Linked DNA regions of Mus musculus: region 1 is linked to region 2. The links are chromatin contacts, called in public HiChIP or PLAC-seq maps. All regions are on one chromosome and are shown on one strand. The core of a region is the stretch at or near the end of the contact, and the rest is flanking DNA. Distances in the headings are between cores, read along the strand shown.

What was found. HiChIP or PLAC-seq counts read pairs in DNA pulled down with a chosen protein or histone mark.
Region 1: an H3K4me3 HiChIP or PLAC-seq map of bone marrow-derived macrophages shows a contact between it and region 2, with 3 times the contacts expected there. The contact joins two enhancer-like sites. A contact is called at or near these places in 5 of 39 promoter capture datasets (the C10 cell line, cranial neural crest, frontonasal cranial neural crest and 2 more), 3 of 15 datasets of contacts at CTCF or cohesin (the NIH/3T3 cell line, large pre-B cells and pro-B cells), 11 of 484 Hi-C or Micro-C datasets (the C10 cell line, bone marrow-derived macrophages, brown adipocytes and 5 more), 5 of 115 datasets of contacts at active chromatin or transcription factors (acute myeloid leukemia, bone marrow-derived macrophages, cardiomyocytes and 2 more) and 1 of 9 other capture datasets (embryonic stem cells).

The regions. Positions count from the first base shown.
Region 1 is chr2:59,799,434-59,805,272 of GRCm38.p6, forward strand. Tanc1 (tetratricopeptide repeat, ankyrin repeat and coiled-coil containing 1) reads left to right here. Exons shown (of 27, transcript NM_198294.3): 14 at 138-745. Among named protein-coding and RNA genes, the nearest start is that of Wdsub1, 80 kb to the right of the region's middle. Within about 2 kb of position 1,703, at least 53 of the 459 cell types and tissues checked have an H3K27ac peak or open chromatin away from gene starts, as enhancers often do. A contact at or near this core is called in bone marrow-derived macrophages, where this site is marked.
Region 2 is chr2:59,520,047-59,525,506 of GRCm38.p6, forward strand. No RefSeq gene overlaps it. Among named protein-coding and RNA genes, the nearest start is that of Gm39831, 11 kb to the left of the region's middle. Within about 2 kb of position 2,240, at least 63 of the 459 cell types and tissues checked have an H3K27ac peak or open chromatin away from gene starts, as enhancers often do. A contact at or near this core is called in bone marrow-derived macrophages, where this site is marked.

The DNA.
Region 1 (5,839 bases), core at 453-2,952, 280 kb after region 2:
TGTTTTAATACAAAACAGCGAGTCCCCGTAATCCATGAAAATCCTCCTTGAAAGGGAACGAGCGAGCCTGCTTTAAAGGGAAAGGGGAAACTCTGCGGACTAACACTGCGAGGTTTTGTTTCCCGCCCCCCCCCTAGGAAATCATCAGTGCACTGCCATTTGTCAAGCTTTCCCTAGACGACTTTCCAGACAACAAGGACATTCACAGTGACCTGCACGCCTACGTCCAGCACAGGGTCCACAGCAGCCAGGACATCCTCAGCAACATCTCCCTGAATGGCAAGGCCGACGCCGCCCTCATCAGCAAAGTCAGCAGCCATCTGGTGCTGCGGAGCCTCGGTTCCTACCTGTACCTCAAGCTCACGCTGGACCTCTTCCAGCGGGGCCACCTGGTCATAAAGAGTGCCAGCTACAAGGTGGTGCCTGTGTCTCTGTCCGAGCTCTATCTGCTGCAGTGTAACATGAAGTTCATGACCCAGTCTGCCTTTGACCGGGCCCTTCCCATTTTGAACGTGGCTCTTGCGTCCCTCCACCCCATGACGGATGAGCAGATATTTCAGGCTATCAACGCCGGCCACATCCAAGGCGAGCAGGGCTGGGAGGACTTCCAGCAGAGGATGGAGGCCCTCTCTTGCTTCCTCATTAAGAGGAGGGACAAAACCCGCATGTTCTGCCACCCGTCCTTCAGAGAGTGGCTGGTGTGGAGAGCGGATGGCGAAAGCACAGCCTTCCTGTGTGAGCCCAGGTATGGCAGGCGCTTCCCTCCTTTGACCTGACTCCTCCCACCAGTATGGCAGGGCCATACGTGGGTAATATGTCTCTGCTTTAGGGAATAGCAAGCTTGCCTGTGACCAGGGAAGGGGTGGGTGTGGGGAATGTGTCTGTCTTAGATCCTTAATCCCCTACCATTTCCTGACTACCCTTGGCCATATAGCACCTTATCCCTTGGCCATTTAGCACAGATGTGTGAGGAGAAAGGGGAGCCCTATAATCCAGTTAGCTGTCTCCTCACAGACAAGGCCAGGCAGGGTACAGTTCTCACAACTCAAACCACAGGAAGGTGGGAGACAAGCTTGCTTGCCTCCTAGTACAAGGTAGGTGAGAGGTCAAGAGGCTCGTGCCTTTGGCCTCCGCCATTCTCAAGCCCTCTGTCTGTCTAGCCTGCATCTTTGCCCTCTTGAGCAGCTCTTTGGGTCAGGTTTGCCTCCTATTCTAGTGATGGGCTGGCAAGCTGCTGGACCGTCTCCTCAGGACTTTGGTGGGCACCGGGCCAGATGATTGGGTCTGGATACGAAGTGGCCAGTGAGTACCTGGGAGGCCACGTGGCCACCACCCTCCCGGCCTGTAGTGATGGGTATAGTGCAGGCCTGTGGTGCACTTTCTTTAGGTAACACTGGACTCAGGGTTTATTATCGTTCAGACCTGGTTTAGCTACAGGTTGGCTACTCAAAGCAGATCACCAGAGGTGCCAAAGTGAGAGTGATGACATTGCTCACCGAGTTACAGAGATCATTTCTGAGCAAGGTGAGCTGCAGTTTGGGTTTGTAGAGAGAAAGAGAGAGAGAGACTCACAGGGTGTGGACGGCTGGTGTTAGAGCAGGAAGTAGCTGGAGGGTAGTCATCAATGACGCTGCATTTTAAACGGAGGTGACAGTTCAGCACAAAGCATATCTGAGTGTGGTGGCTGCTTCAGGAATAGTAACCACAGACACACAGTAGTCACCAGGACCTCAGGATAGCGTCTCGTGCATGTACCCATTTCATAGGCTGTCCCTGCGCTGACTTCGCTCTCCTCAGTACGACTTCTGTTTTCTTTTGTTTCCAACCATTTCGAAGTCTTCTTCCGGGCAGTCCTTGTTCATTCTAACGCCGTCAAGGTTTGCCTGTTTTCCTTATACTCTGCAGCTTAGTCTTACATCATAAGTCTTTACTTTTGAGCCAGTTTTTTTTTTTTAAAGTGGTGAAAGATGTGTTCAGTTTTATACTCTTTTCTTTTAAAGATTTATTTATTTTATGTATATGAGTGCTCGGACTGCCCAGAAGAGGGCATCAGATCCCGTTACAGGTGGTTGCGAACCACCACGTGGTGGCTGGGGATTGAACTCAGGACCTCAGGAAGAACAGACAGTGCTCTTAACCACTGAGCCATCTCTCCAGCCCCAGTTTTGCTTCTTCTTCTGCTCAACTAAAGAGAGTTCTTTCTTCGTTGTATGTTAGCATCACTTTTGTTGAAAGTCAGTTGGCTGTAAGAATGTGAGTTTACTCTTGTATTCCAGTGGTCTCTGGGCTTCTAGGCTACTACCGTGCTGCTTTGATAACTAGAGCTTTGTGTTAGGGTTTGAGATCAAGTACATTCATGCACTCTGCTTTGTTCTTTTCAGTCACGTGTTTTCTGTCTTTCGTTTTGCAAGGATGCCTCGAAGATTGTGGCAACCATTTCTAAAAGGGGATATACAGGCCAGGTAGCTCAAAGTGCACACCCTTAATCCTAGCACTTGGGAGGCAGACGCAGTCAGATCGCTGTGAGCTTGAGGCCAGCCTGGTCTGCAGGGAGAGTTCCAGGACAGCCAGGATTACATAGAGAAACTTATGTCCAGAAAAACAAAACCAAAATAAACAAACAAAAAAGGAGATATGCAGTTTTAAATCTCGGTGTGATGCTAGAATCCCTGACCCCCGTAGCCTGGGTTTCTCACCTCCTTAACCTTTCCCAAGGATTCCTGATCTAGAACTGTTTGATCTAGAACAGTCCTGGCTATTTTCTCCGTGCAGTTAACATGAAGAAGAAAAGGATATAAGATTATTAATAGGAAGAACAAGCTACTGCAGACAGGGAGAGCCATCAGAAGCAGCACAGTGTGTGTTCTGGCAATAATACATCTAGTTTGACTGGAGCTCTCTCTGTCATGGCGTAGAAGAATGGGACGAGCCACCAGAAGAATACGATAGAGAAGACCTCTTAGCTGTCATCCCTGGAGAACTCTTGAAGGTTCTGGAGAATAGGGTGCCTGAGGGAAGGAGTGGGAGGGTACAGGGCTTAGGGGCTGCTGAGCCGGCAGAGGGAGAAAGTGGTCGGAAGGTAGGAGCTGTGGATCAGGTCTTCTCATGTCAGAAGTGGCGCTGCTTTAGAGCAGTTGGAGCCTGTGGAGAACCTCTCTCAAGGGGCAGGGTTGGAGAAGTCGGTAGATTGAACATCAGTGACAGAAATGTAGCGTGACTTGGTGAGGCCACTTGACATGGGAAGGGGGAAAGCTCTCTGCGCCTCAGGATGTAGAGGAGGGTGGCAGGGAAGGGGGTTGGAGATACTGAGAGAGGTTAAGGGCAATGAGGGTTTGGAGGAGACTATTAGAAACTAGCCCTGCATCCTCAGGAGACTCCATCTTCTGGGTTGTAAGGAGGCACAGGGGAGAAAGGGGAAGTTGTGGCTTGGGTTCAATAATGCAGGAAACGGGGATCCTGTAGGGAACATCACTGAGACTGTATTGCCCAAGGAAAAGGAACCGGACATTCAAAGGAAGGGAAGTAGGATTGTTTCAGGCCAGGGCTGCCTCCTGTTTCTCTCACCACATCTCCTCTTTACAGGGTTTTTCATTTCAATATGGTGATATATGTCCCTTCCAGTTGGGTACCTCCTGAAGGGGGTACCCAGTGCTGTTCTCCCACAAGCCCAAGCTCTTGAGTCTGGCAGACTGCCCACTCTTGGCTATTAGTCATTTGATCTTGGACAAGTCCCTAACCTGTTGAGGCCATTTCCTCATGTAAGCAGACGGGCTATGATTACGCTCACAAGGTCGTGAGGGTGAAGGAAATAGCTTAGTTTGGTTTCTGGATCTAAAGTGGAGCGCGTGGAGCATGGACAGACCTGGTAGCATGCAGTGTGGGGACTGCACAGAAACTGTGATAGGACTTCTTCGGACAGGTGGGAAGCCATGTGCTATGCTGAGAGCCCTGGAAACCCTTGGGCTGGCCACTGAAGTCTGTGCTTGTTGCCCACAGTGGGGCCATCTGTAACTGCGTAATTAATTATACAGAGTACTAGTTTCATCGTACGCTTTCATATATGTATTTAAGGTGTTTTCATTATATGCAGTCCCTCCCAGTACCCAGTTTTGCCCTTCCCTTACCCCCAAGAGGCCTTCTCCCCATTTCATGCTGGTTTCTTCTAGATGCCACATATGACAGAAGCCTCATACACTTGTCCTTCTGAGTCGACTTACTTAACGTGATGAACTCCAGTTCCAGCCTCTTTTCTGTAAATAGCTTGAGTTCTTTCTTCTTTGTGGCCGGACAGTACTCCACTCTACGTGTTATACACCATGCTCCTTCATTCATAAGCTTATTAGTACCTCATGTAGGCTGATTCATTCCATAGCTTAGCTATTGGGAAGGGTGTGGTGGTAAGCACTGGATCTGAAGGTGTATGTTGACTTTGATTCTTAAAGGTACACATGCCGGAATGCGTTTTCAGAGGAACCCCCATGCTGCTTTGTATGGTGGCTTGTACAGCCTACATTGTACAACCTCCAAAATATGTAAGGGCTCTCTTCTTGGCCAGCATTTATTGTTCTATTATTGCTGTTGTTTTGTTTGGAACTAGGTCTCAGGTATCTTAGGTCAGCAGGCCTTGAACTCATTAAATATCAAGAATGACTTTGCTATCAGATCCTCCTTAACCACAGACGTGTGCCCCTCCATCTCCTCTGCCACACTGAGGATTGAACCCAGGATCTTCACGCATGCTAGGCATTCATTATACCAAGCAAACCTTAGCAGCAGCCTTGTTTCCCTGATGGTAAATGCCATCTGACATGAGATAGTTTCTCAGTATATTTTTATTTGACTTTCCCTAGTGGCTAAAAGTGAACTTTTTTTTCCGTATTGCTGGCCATTTATGCTCCTTTTGAGAAGTGTCTGTTCACTTCGCTGGTTGGATTTCCTGTTCTTTTGTGGAATGTTTTTGAGTTCTTGATACGTTCTGGATGTTAATCCTCTCTCGGTTGAGTACCCGGTAAGGATCATCCCATGCTGTGGGCTGTCTCCTCACACCCAGGAATCCTTTCCTTTCTCACAGTCCTCTCTGTCTGCTCTTTGCTACTTGCTGCTGTTTCTGGAGACATTGGACTCTGATTCAGAAAGCCATTGCCAATGTAGGTATCTGAGAGTGTTTTTCTTAGAAGATTCAAATGTTCAGATCTTACATTGATCTCTAATCAGTTAGATTAACTTTTGTGTAGGACCAGAGACATGTATATAGTTCCATTTTTTAAAAAGATTTATTTATTTATTTTGTATGACTACACTGTAGCTGTACAGATGGTTGTGACCCTTCATGTGGTTGTTGGGAATTGAATTTAGGACCTCTGCTCACTCCAGTCAGCCCCGCTCGCTCCAGCCCAAAGATTTATTATAAATAAGTACACTGTAGCTGTCTTCAGACACACCAGAAGAGGATGTCAGATCTCATGACACGTGGTGAGCCACCATGTGGTTGCTGGGAATTGATCTCAGGACCTTTGGAAGAGCAGTCAGTTATTCTTACTCGCTGAGCCATCTTGCCAGCACTATAGTTCCATTTTAAAAACGAAAACCACGTGGATGTTTTCCAGCATCATAAATTAAGGAATCTGCTTTTCTTTGAGCACACATTTTTGGCCTTTTCTGGAAAATCAGGTGGCCATAGTCACAGTGTTTATTCCTAGGGTCTCTGGTTGGGTCCAGTGGTCTATTGATCTGGTTTTATTCCAATGTCATCCTGGCTTTTGTTACTATGACTCTCTAGTATATTTTAAAATCAAATATTGTACCTCCAGTATTGTTCGTTCTACTCGGAATTGTATTT
Region 2 (5,460 bases), core at 990-3,489:
TGGTCTTTTGGGGGATTAGCCTAGAGACTGGAGCTAGGCTCAGGTTTTGTTGTGGGGGTGGGGGGGAACGGACAACTTGGAAATTAATGCTAGATACCAGCCTGTTAGTTTACCTGATTATTTGAGAATTTCACATTATGAACCCTGACCACACTCACTTCCCTGTCCTTCCAGGTCTGCCCTCCCACCCTTATGATCCCTCCCCACAAGAAAAGGAGGAGGAGGAGGAGGAGGAGGAAGAGAAGAAAGAGGAAGAGAAGGAGAAAAAAAACACAGAAATCCAATTTGTGTTGCCCATATACACATTGGAACATGGTCAAACTCCCAGTAGCCAGCCCTTTAAAGAAAACTGAGTCCTTCCCCACCCCACCCCAGCCAGGTGCCAGCAACTGTGAAGAGCTACATTTCAGCATCCTTATCCCAAGTTTGAAGAGTTCTCTTTGATGGATTCCTATCTAGGATATATTAACTTTGGGGTAGGGGTGGGTAGGGGTTGTCACAGAAGCCTTCTATGTCCTGCTTTCTCAATTGTGAGTCTACAGTCATTGCTTCCAAAGCAAAAGTAGCTTCCTTGCCCTTTACAGTCAGCGGAACAGGCATCATGGACTTCCACATGGTTTCTGGTGACAGCACAGGCTACGGACATCCACGTGGCCTCTGGTATCAAGCACATGCCACAGACCTCAGAGACCACAGGTCTCTCTGGTGGTAGTACAGACCACAGACATCGACCTGGACCTCAGCTACGGCACAGGTCACAGGCACCATCCTAGGTAGCCCTCAGTGGCTGCGCAGGCCAAGGGCATCAACACAGGCAACACAGGCACACGCATCAACCTGGCCCCTAGCAGCTGCACTGCCTCTGGACCAACTGCACTGCATCAACATGGCTTCAGGCAGCAGCACAGATCACAGACATCAGCATCGCCCTCAGTGGTAATATCAACCATGGGCGACAACAGCCCCTACGGCAGCGGGACCATGGACCCAGACAGCTCAGCCCCTCACCAACACAGACATCAACGTGGCCCCAAGTGGCTGCACAGGCCACTCACATCAACCTGGCCTCTGATGGCCACCTAACCACAGACACTCTATGACATCCTGCAGCAGCACAGACTATGGAAGTCTGCCTGGCCTCTGCAGTAGCAAGGGCCTCAGACATCCACATGAACCTCAAGCTTCAATACGGACCGAGGTCTCTCAGACACTACAGGTCAGGTGCTGGTAATGGACACCATCTCCGTTTTCTCTCCGATTTTTAAAAGGTTTTTAATAAATTAATCTTGGAACACTTGAACTACAGTGTTGTTGTTTTTTTTTAAAGCACTCATAATCACCATTCAGAAAAAAAAGAAAAAGCATACAATGGCATGCAAGAGTGATTTTGGGAAAACATAATTAAAATGTATGTGCAAAAATCTGTTCAGTGGGTGTCTGTGTGGAAACAGTCAAGGGATGTATCTATGAAATATTTAGCAGTGATTGAATAGTGCTTTGGGACAGTATGGTATCAACATTTCAAATGTTATCCCCTTTCCTGGTCTCCCTCCAAAAACCCCCTCCCTTCATTCGCTCTCCCCCCTCTTCTCCTGCTCACCAACCGGCCCACTCCCACTTCCTGGCCCCAGCATCCCCCTACACTGGGGCATAGAGCCTTCACAGGACCAAGGGTCTCTCCTCCCATTGATGACTGACTAGGCCATCCTCTGCTAGATATGCAGCTAGAGCCATGAGTCCCACCATGTGTACTCTTTGGTTGGTAGTTTAGTCCCTGGGAGCTCTGGGGGTACTGGTTGGTTCATATTGTTGTCTGCAAACCCCTTCAGCTCCTTCATTGGGGACCCTGTGCTCCGTCCAATGGAGTGACATTTTTCACTTTTGTTAAATGATTTGAAACAATATAATTTTTTGTAATTATATTTTATAAAGGGTGTTTAAGTAGTGTGACTGAAAAGGTTCCTTTGACTAAAAGGTGGGGGGAAAGAGGGTTCCATACATTTAGATAGAAGTGTGGAGACTGGAGAGTAGACAGACCATCAATAACAGATGGTCAGTTTTCTCAGAGAGACTGACCATCTTGTGAGCGAGAAGCGAGTTGGTGTCAGAGAGAGTGGGAGGCTAAAGAAAGGGAGTTCAGGGATAGCTTGTAAGAGGAAGGACAGTAATGACAGACTCCTGTAAAGTTCCCCCAGATACCACTGAACCCAGCGGCTATCTGTAAAACGACCAGCAGAGGGCACCAGCAAACTAGGGAGAGCGTTAGCCAACATGGATCTTGGTGACTGCCACCGACCAAGCTTTAAGAACCGACAGAAATACAGCTTTTTAGATAAAAATCGTCCCATTAAAGGCTCTGGCAACCGGTTAAATGCTGTTTCACATAGTGACAAACCAAATGAGAGCTGTCAGCCCGTGACTGAGGTGTCAGATTAGGGAAGTGAGAGGTGGTGCTCACTTATTTTTCTAAATAACCGCAGGGATTTGGTAGTGGTGGGTGGCGGCGGCAGCGGCGGCGGCTGTGTTGACAGGGTCTCTCCACGTATCCCAGGCTGTCCGAGAACTTGTGAGCCCGTTCCCTCAGCCTCTGAAATGCTGGATTCCAGGTGTGTGCTACCATGTCCAGCTCTTCCTTCCCTTATCCAGCCCAGAATTTTTTTTATTTTTTAACCCACTGCAGCTCGATTCAGGGGAAGCTGAGATACCGTTCAGAACAAGAGTCATTGTTTGGACGTGGGGTACAAAACAGGCCTTTATAGAAGACAAAGCAGGAGCAAGGTTTTGAAACCCCGGCTTTCGACAATAAGAGACTTTTAAGGACTCTTAAAAGGTGAAGGCCTGTTGAATTCCAGCAGCCTGCTCAGTCAGAGGCTGCAGGAGAAGGAATTCTGCAAGACACAGCAGCAGTGTTCCCTGGAGGAAAACCTGTGTGCGCTGTGTGTGGGACAGCTGAGAAGAGAAACAGGAACCAATCACAGAGAACAGTGACCAGTGCCACTCATGACCAATGCCCCCACCCAGGGGCCAATGCTCCTTCGGGGCCTGCATTCGGATAACAGCAACCGCAGTGGGTCAGTCCTACAGCAAGCACGCCTGGGCCAATCTCTTCCCTTGAGGCTCTCAGAGTTTGAGGGAGGCCTTAAGAGTTCAAATCCCCCCCCCCCCCAAAAAGAGTTTCAGAATTCCCCACAGGCCTCCGAAGAAATGGAAATAAGCTGAGAGATCGGGCCTAAAAATCCAAGCACCACCATGGGGGTGGGGAGGCAGTAACAAAGTGACCAAGGCTTACAGGGTGTCACCAGAGGCCTCAGGGGAGCCTGCAGGGCTGAAGGGGTTGAGAAAGGCTGTACTTTATACCAAACAGTGAGCACACATACCTCAGGTGGATTTAGAACACAGCTAAGCCAGTGCTGGGCTTTGCCTGGCTGGAGGAGGGGTGGGGGTGGGGTGGGGTTAGAGTGGGGGGAGGGGAGTGGGGGGTGCTAAGAGGAGATGGGGAGTGTGAAGAAGAGACTGTAGGATGCTGTAAACGAACATTTCTGAAGCTGGTGATGTAACTTCCGTGTGTGCTTGCTGACTCTCAGGAACAAAACCCTGGGCTCTGTTCCCAGCACCACATAAACTGGGTATGGTGGGACATGCCTGTAATCCTAGCACTTGGGAGGTGGAGGAAGGAGGGTCAAAAGTTCAAGGTCACCCTTGGCTTCATAGCAAGTTCAAGGACAGCCTAGAATACATGAGAAAGAAACTGGGAGTTGGGAAGATTCTAGTTACCCAAAGAACAATCCAAACCCACACATGGGGTATAGAATAGGTCGGGCACCCCAAAATAAAATAAATTAAAGCCTATCATATTCTCCCTCTTCTACCTCCCTGCCCCCACTTTTAAAAACACTGTGATACCGCACGCAGCAACAAGAAAGTGGACACCCTCACTTGCTTTCTCACTTCCTGAGGGACGAGGGCACAGAACTTCTTCTCATGTAGGGCATTTAACCTAACACTGGCTTCCTGGATAACCCGAGACACAGTGAACACTGACAGATGAAAAACAACAGAGGCTGCAGGGTTGGGAGGGAGAGCAGGATCTAAGATCTGGCACAGAGCTGGGCATGGTGTAAAAAGACTGGTTTGAGAGTCCTAGAGATGGACTCTGCGTGGTGGCCTTGCGCTATCGAGATAGAGATGCATGGCCGTATGGAACGAGGAGGGCACAATTTGTTGCTAAGGTCACACAGAATGCAGTGGTCAGAGGACGAGGTGAGGATTGGTCAGTCCGATACCGAAGTTTTGTGTGAAGTCACAGAACCTTTCAGTAGTGGGTATGCAGCATGAAGTATTCCATTTACAGATGGTCTCATAGCCTGATAGTCTTGCTTACACTGAGTTTGTGCTTCTTTCTGGAACAAGTTTGGGGACCAGCTGTGGTTCTGAGTCCTATGTTTCCTCCCTCAGGGTTGTCCAGATGCCGCCATTGCACACCACGCTGCAAGGATGAGGCGGAGTTGGGGATGGGCGTCTTCACCAAGGATTTTAGCTCTCTTAGGCGATACTCAATCAAACAACTTTCTTAGACCATCTTCAGTGAAACAGCTTGCGTGCAGATACTTTTTGGAGGGTGGAAAAGGGTTATATATAAACTTTGGTGAGTAGGGAGGAGTTTTCAGGGCAAACAAAATCACTGGCTGGAATTTAAAGAACTGTCAATGCCTCGTATGGAGAGGCATTCCAGAAATCCCAGGTGATGCCGGGCGGGTGGGTTCTTACCAGGATAGAGGAAGTTGAACTTTCAGGTTTGCCAAGGACTAGGTGACATTGCTTAAGTAGGAGATTGGGACCGGGCTCCCCAGATCAGAAGGAGAGGAGGAACTCCCACTGCAAATGAGAGTCCTCCATTTTGCATGGATCTCAGAAGAACTATCTAGGCATGGTAGAATTCGACCTTAGTAGCCAGGTCTTCTTAATGTACTAAAGTTTTGTAAAATGTGCTGGGAAACACACATTAGCCCTTTCACATCCAACTGCAGCAAAAGTAGGGGGTACCACGTGTACCCCACCATTTCCTGTAGGACATACTATAAGTAAAATTTCTTTCCAAACGTTCATCTGACGAAAGGAGACTAGCTGTGTATGGGAGGTCTTGTTTTCAGAGACGTGTGGACAGACCGGAGCTGCTGGAGAGCCTACACTGGGCTTTCTCACTTGACAGCCAGAATGAGGTTGCAGAGAAAACCTGCATTCAACACAAGTGTCTTTTTTAACTCTCCAGAGAAAATGAAGCCAGAAATGAGTTTTGTTTTGTTTTGTTTTAATTTGTTTTCATTTTCCTTATGCCAAGCTAAGTATTCCTGAGAGAAAACAGAGCTTTTCAGGGAGCTGGTCCCCCCCGCTCCACAGATCTAATTCTGAGTGATGACTGGTTTTCCTACCCAGGATCTGAGAGAATTCATGTTGACTCTT